Regions from separate parts of the Danio rerio genome. Here region 2 is linked to region 1. A link is a contact called in public Hi-C data. All regions are on one chromosome and are shown on one strand. The core of a region is the stretch at or near the end of the contact, and the rest is flanking DNA. Distances in the headings are between cores, read along the strand shown.

Region 1 (3,026 bases), core at 198-2,697:
TTTTCAAGACTTCCATGATATTATCACATCCATTTAACGAACAAACTAAACAATTAAATACATAAACTAATTATGAAACAGGTTAGTTTATTCAGTTTGCCACACCACATCCCTTCAACATTAACAAGACCTGCACAGAATTTAAGATCTGAAACGAATAAAATACATGCAAAACCATTTATCTTTAAAGCAGGTTATTGAGGTTGCCATCACTGACTTGCACTAAACTTAATTGGATCTCTCCAAGTCAATTTAAATCAGTGGTGTAAAGAAATCTTTGTTTTTGAAACAAATGAAGACAGCAGAAGTCAATGATTCATTTTCATTATTCAGTCGGACATGTTTTTGCTCCAAAATATTTTAAATGTTTAACAAATTAAAATATATTGTGTTTAATGGGGGAAAAGTTTTATTTTTTTTCCCAGACATTTAAAAAGAATATATTTTAGAGCAGTAATCGCACAACTGTCAAACCGTGATACTTTTATCCAAGGTTATCATACCGTCAGAATCTTACTGTATACCAGCTCATGCCTACTGGACAATGAACAAATTGCCATGAATAATTGTTTATCATTTAAACCTGTAAAATCAGAATTAAAGATTTTTTTGTATGTAGATTGAAAAAAAAAAATGGAATAAAAGAAAAATAAATGAATAAAGCACAGATTCAACATGAACAGATGTTTGCATCACTTTTTTTCTTCTACAAATATTACCTTAAGTTCTGGATTTTAATAACCTTTTATTATTTTCTGCATAACATTATTCTGCTTATTGTTATTTGTGCAGGTTTTCAAGACTTCCATGAAAATATCACATCCATTTAACCAATAAACCGAATAGTTAAATAATTAAACTAATTATAAAACAGGTTAGTTTATACAACTTGCCACTCCACATCCCTTTAATATTCAACACGACCTGCACAGAATTTAAGATCTGAAACGAATGAAATAGATGTAAAACTATGAATCTCTAAACCAGGTTATTGAGGTTGCCACCATAGACTTGCACTAAACTTAATTGGATCTCACCAAGTCCATTTAAATCAGCCGTGTACACACCAGAAAAGCTTCCGTACACCATGGTAATTCAACAAAAGTTACTAACATCTCTTGTCTGTTTCAGATTACACCTTTTCAGCCATTCCTCCTCCCTTTTCCCCGTTATCTTCATCGTGTTGTTTATCAAAGCCGGTTGCTAAATAATTAGCCAGCTAGCAGGATGTGTAAACAGATTTTCCATCTATTCGATCTTGTGCAAAAAAACTGACATTATGACTTCATTCGCTTACCCAAAACGGTCCTGGCGCGTTGTACACTGGAAGCAGCCGACTGTCACATAATTAGGAGAGCGGGTCGTGGTTTTAATTCAACATTTTCATCACGTCAGACCCTTCAAAAGCTGAAGCGACCGACCGACCGCACGCGCAGCTCTTCACAATCCCACTGCTCCACACTCGATCCAGAGGCGCACAGCAACGGAGCGAACCAACTGCACACGGGGAGGGACATTCACACACAGGGGGTAGACTGATACAACTCTGTCATTATAATTATATGTAGAATAAATTTAATTAATTAAAGATTTAATTTTCCCTATGTGTTGATTATCTGGGCTGATTTCTTGACATATTTAAGAAGATATTTTTTCACGGATGAAGGGTAAATCCCTCCCGTTGCTGTGATGGTTCAGCTCAAGCTTCCTCATCACAGGCAGAAATGAGCATATGATAATATCAGTGATTGCTCGCACTCTGCTGGCGTGTTTGTAGGTCGAATGTAAAGACAAAATTGGTTTTATACGAGTTCAGCATACTGGTAAGTTCTTTTTAAATTAAGGACCAGTTTTAAACCACAAAGTCAAACCATACTTCATTATAATTTAAGCTATTTTTTTGCTTGTCCTACATCCCATAAGAATATATAACATTCTAATATATTTCTGCGCACCTTTATCTATTATTAATGTTTTATTATTCTAATTTGCTTGTATTATAAGCCTTTTATTATTATATTTTTGTTATTTTGTATCATAAAAACTGTTATAATAATAATAATATCTGTTTTGTGTAGTAGTAGTAATAATAATAATAATAATAATAATAATAATAATAATAATAATAATAATAACAACAACATTATTATTGTGGACGAATGCATTTATATTATGATATATAACATTTACATTTTACATTCACGCATTTTGCAGATGCCTTTATCCAAAGCTACATACATTGCATTGAAGGTACACATTTTATCAGCTCTCACTTTTGCTGCACAAGGATCAAACCCACAACTATTTTTTTCTTTACCTGATTAGAACAATTTTTAAAACTTAGCACTTTTCTCAAGCCATTTTGACCAAAAATACATATTTTATAAATGATTTTCATATTGCAATATATAAAAACGAATCCAGGTTTGGGGCAAAAAAAATAAACAGTTTTGAAAATAAATAATAATTCATTCATTTTCTTTTCGGCTTAGGTCCCTTTATTAATCTGGGGTTGCCAAAATAAATAAATGGAAAGAAATTAAAAGTTGAATAAAAATAAAAAAAAATAAAAATTAATATTGCAATTAATTGCAATAACAATGAAAGCAACAGCAATAATAATAAATTATTAATAAATTAATAATTGATTTATTAATTTATAAATTGTTAATTATTAATTCTAAACTATTTTACATTTATTTATGTATTTAATATTATTTTATATTACATCATATAATAAATATTAAAATACAGTTTTATTTTGAAAGCGGTTTGTTGGCGCAGTCACTGTCGCCTCACAGCAAGAAGATTGCTGGTTTAAGTCCCGGCTGGGTCAGTTGGCATTTCTGTGAGGAGTTTGCATATTCTCCCCATGATTGAGTGGGTTGTCTCTGGGTGCTCCAGTTTCCAAACACATGCATTATAGGTGAATGGGTAAGCTAAATTGTCCATGTATGTGTGTGAATGAGTGTATGGGTGTTTCCCAGTAATGGGTTGCAGATGGAAGGTCATCCGCTGTGTAAAAA
Region 2 (3,158 bases), core at 233-2,732, 52 kb after region 1:
TTTTTCCTGGAAAAGAGCATTCACACATCCTTTCCAAAATACCGGTAAATTCTGACATCATTAACCAGAAAAGAGCTCTAAAAGGCTGCGCTTGTATTTGTAAACATTTCACTACATCACAAACTCTTTGGATAATCAGTATTGTGAACAACTTCGATGAAAACATACAGAAGAACACTTTCGCATGTCGAGATGTTCATGATATGTGTGTGTGCTGGCGCTCACGGGCTGTTTCACGGGCACATGCAAGGTTGAAGGTAAACAAACAGCGGCTTATCATAAGCATCTTATCGATGATTATTTACACAGTTGGCATTAAGATGAACATATAAACGTTATCTGACTAACATCTAGCAGCTAAATGTGTCTTGGAAAATATTCAAAAGCTTTTATTCCCATAAACCGCGTGTACGTGAATGCATCTGACTGTTGTGATTGGCTAAAGCAGACGTCTCACGTCAGCACGTTCTAGACGTGCACACGCTCTTTTCGGCAATCTTCCTTCTGCGTTCACACAGTGCAGCATTCCGGCAAATTATCGGTTATATTATATCGGTTATCGGGTAAATTATCGGTTAAAAGGACCTGTTCACTCATACAGACCTTTCCGGAAAATTGCATGACAACACTAGTCACAGTTATAGTAAAGATTATTGTAGGCATTGAAAGCAATATGGGTGATTCTTTTGCATGTATATTTGACATTTCAAAAAGGTGAGGAATAAAACTCTTTAAAAACAGCAATTATTTCCAGAATCTTATTGTAAGCATATTTAATTTTTATAATTCAGCTTTTTTCCAAACATAAATGATTAAATGTTTTACTTTTAGGGAAATAAACAGTTTTTCTATTGTTTGGGAAATCTGCTTTGGATGATTTGGTAATGAATAGAAATAATAAATCATAGCAAGAACAATTCTTAAGGGTAGTTACTAAATTGTAAATGAATTGACCATAACAATGTTATTATTTTTATTTTTATTTATTTATTTATTTATATTTTTTTGGCCCACCTGGAATGTCACTTGGCCCACCCTAAAGTTCCAATCTGTAGCCGGACCTGTTTCCCCATTCAGACAGAATGCCCGAGTATACTGCCTGAGAGGCGTTTTAAAGATGGCCGCTGAGTGAAATGACTTTCCTTTAGCATTGACTTTTCTTCAGAGTCGTTTTCATATAAACAAGTATGTTCACTTAGCATAATTCCTAAATATCCGCAAACACATTAAGAGCCTTTTATGCTTCAGAAGTGTAGAAAACTTACATACAGCACCTTTTAAGCCTGTATCAACTAATTGCAAGTATATTCTGTGATGCATTGTGGGACTTTGCTCTTCACAAAGCATGAAACGACACGTTAACCTTTACCCTAAGCTATTTTAAGACATCATTTTGTTTCTCACTGACTTTTGAAGCGGTCTTTAAATGAGAAGTTAGTTTTAAAATAGTCTCAGACAGAGAGGAAGCAGGAACCAAACTTGTGTGTGTTGCACAAACTCCAACAAGAGCAGTAAAAACATTGCTTTATGCTCTGTTATGCCTCCACTGTTTCTTTGTTTAGTTTACCATAAGTTGCATTTAATCGTTTGGGTGTTTTTGTTATTACAGGCTCTTGGCAATTGACTTGAGAAGGAAATCCAAAACAAATGTTGCAAAAAATAAAAACCCCAAATGAACAGGAAGTGAAAATGGGAATTAAGACAATGGAGGAGGCGCGAAGATGTGCTGTGACTCATGTTGAGGAAATATTTTTCTGCTCCATTGAAGTTAATCACATATGAACAATGATGATAACAATAAAAATTATACAAACTGTTGCCAAATATTTCTGGCTTGTGCATTGTTAGTTTGAGATAATACGAGTAGCTTGTCGTAATTTAATCATGAGACCATGAGTCATTTTTCTGCCATGAAACTTCTATAAACGGAAATTACTACAAATAGTGCAAATAAATACTAGTGCAAATAAAATAAAAGAAACATAAATAAATAAAAATGAATAAAATAAAATATAAAATGAAATGAATTAAAAAATTAAATAAATAAATAAATAAAATAGAATTTTTTTTTATTTTAATTCAATAAAAAAATGTTTTAAATAAAGTAAAAAAATGTATTATAAAATAAAATTAAAATTAAAATAACAAAATAAAATAAAAAATAAAATAACATAAAAAATAAAAATAAATAAATAAAATATAAAAAAAAATCAAATAAAAAAAAATTTAAATGAAAATGAAATACAAATAAAATAATAATAAAATAAAATAAAATAAACAAAAAATGTAAAAAAAATAAATACATAAAAATAATACAAAAATAAAATAAATAAAATATTTTTTGTAATAAAATAAAACAAAATGTAAAAAAAATTAAAATTACAATAAGATTTTTTGTAAAAATAAAATAAAACAAAATGTAAAATAAAAAAATTAAAAGAACATAAAATCAACATTATCAATGCTGTAAAAGGTCCCTTATAGAACTGAAAATAGTCACATCTATGGCATGAAGATTTCAATGACTGAACAACACTTGAAAACACTCTCCATCAGCTTTGGGGGACTAAAATAGATTTAAAGCATAACATTACCTGTCTAACAGAAATACTTCAGCCATGGTGTCCTCCTTCCTCCAGCGTGCAAAACTAACTCCGATATTGATTCGGGATTTTAAAAAGTTGATTCAGCATTGTCAGTGCTGTCACTCTCTCGTGTGCACGTGAATGCGGCGGGTCTGTGTGAACCGCTGTGCAAATCTACTTTTGTTGACAGTTTGGACTACTTAACAGAATTATGGGAGATATCAGCCCGATACTATTTTAATTGGAAGAACATTTATTAGTTTTATGCGTCACCCAGAATATAAAAATACATATAAACACATTTACTTTATTCATCACTATTGGATTGTGAAGAGACTTTCAACCAGCACAACAAAAAAAGTTTCTGAAGACAGTCACCTACTGCACCTTAAACTGTAATGATTACCGGCTTTTTTATGCAGGTATTTTCAGCAATAGAAAATTTACCCTTTACTGTAGTCAAAAACAAGTGCTGACCACTGATTAAACACTGATGAAATACTGCACACTGATGAGGGAAAACCCATATGTTCACAAAGTTTGTGATGAAGATGAGGTTGTTTCCTTATGCAA

Evidence for each region. A called contact is a pair of places that touch in the nucleus more often than the background predicts.
Region 2: a Hi-C map of an unstated tissue shows a contact between it and region 1, with 2.6 times the contacts expected there. The contact joins the enhancer-like site here to the promoter of trim62.1 in region 1. A contact is called at or near these places in 3 of 18 Hi-C or Micro-C datasets (caudal fin, hematopoietic stem cells and an unstated tissue) and 1 of 4 datasets of contacts at active chromatin or transcription factors (caudal fin).

What each region holds. Positions count from the first base shown.
Region 1 is chr11:43,068,066-43,071,091 of GRCz12tu, forward strand. It overlaps trim62.1 (tripartite motif containing 62, tandem duplicate 1), which reads right to left and starts at 1,448. Exons shown (of 6, transcript NM_001080674.1): 1 at 1,298-1,448.
Region 2 is chr11:43,119,614-43,122,771 of GRCz12tu, forward strand. All of the region lies in intron 16 of miip (migration and invasion inhibitory protein), which reads right to left. All of the region lies in intron 1 of LOC141376672 (a long non-coding RNA gene), which reads left to right. Among named protein-coding and RNA genes, the nearest start is that of tnfrsf1b, 13 kb to the left of the region's middle. Within about 2 kb of position 1,483, at least 6 of the 62 cell types and tissues checked have an H3K27ac peak or open chromatin away from gene starts, as enhancers often do. A contact at or near this core is called in caudal fin, where this site is marked.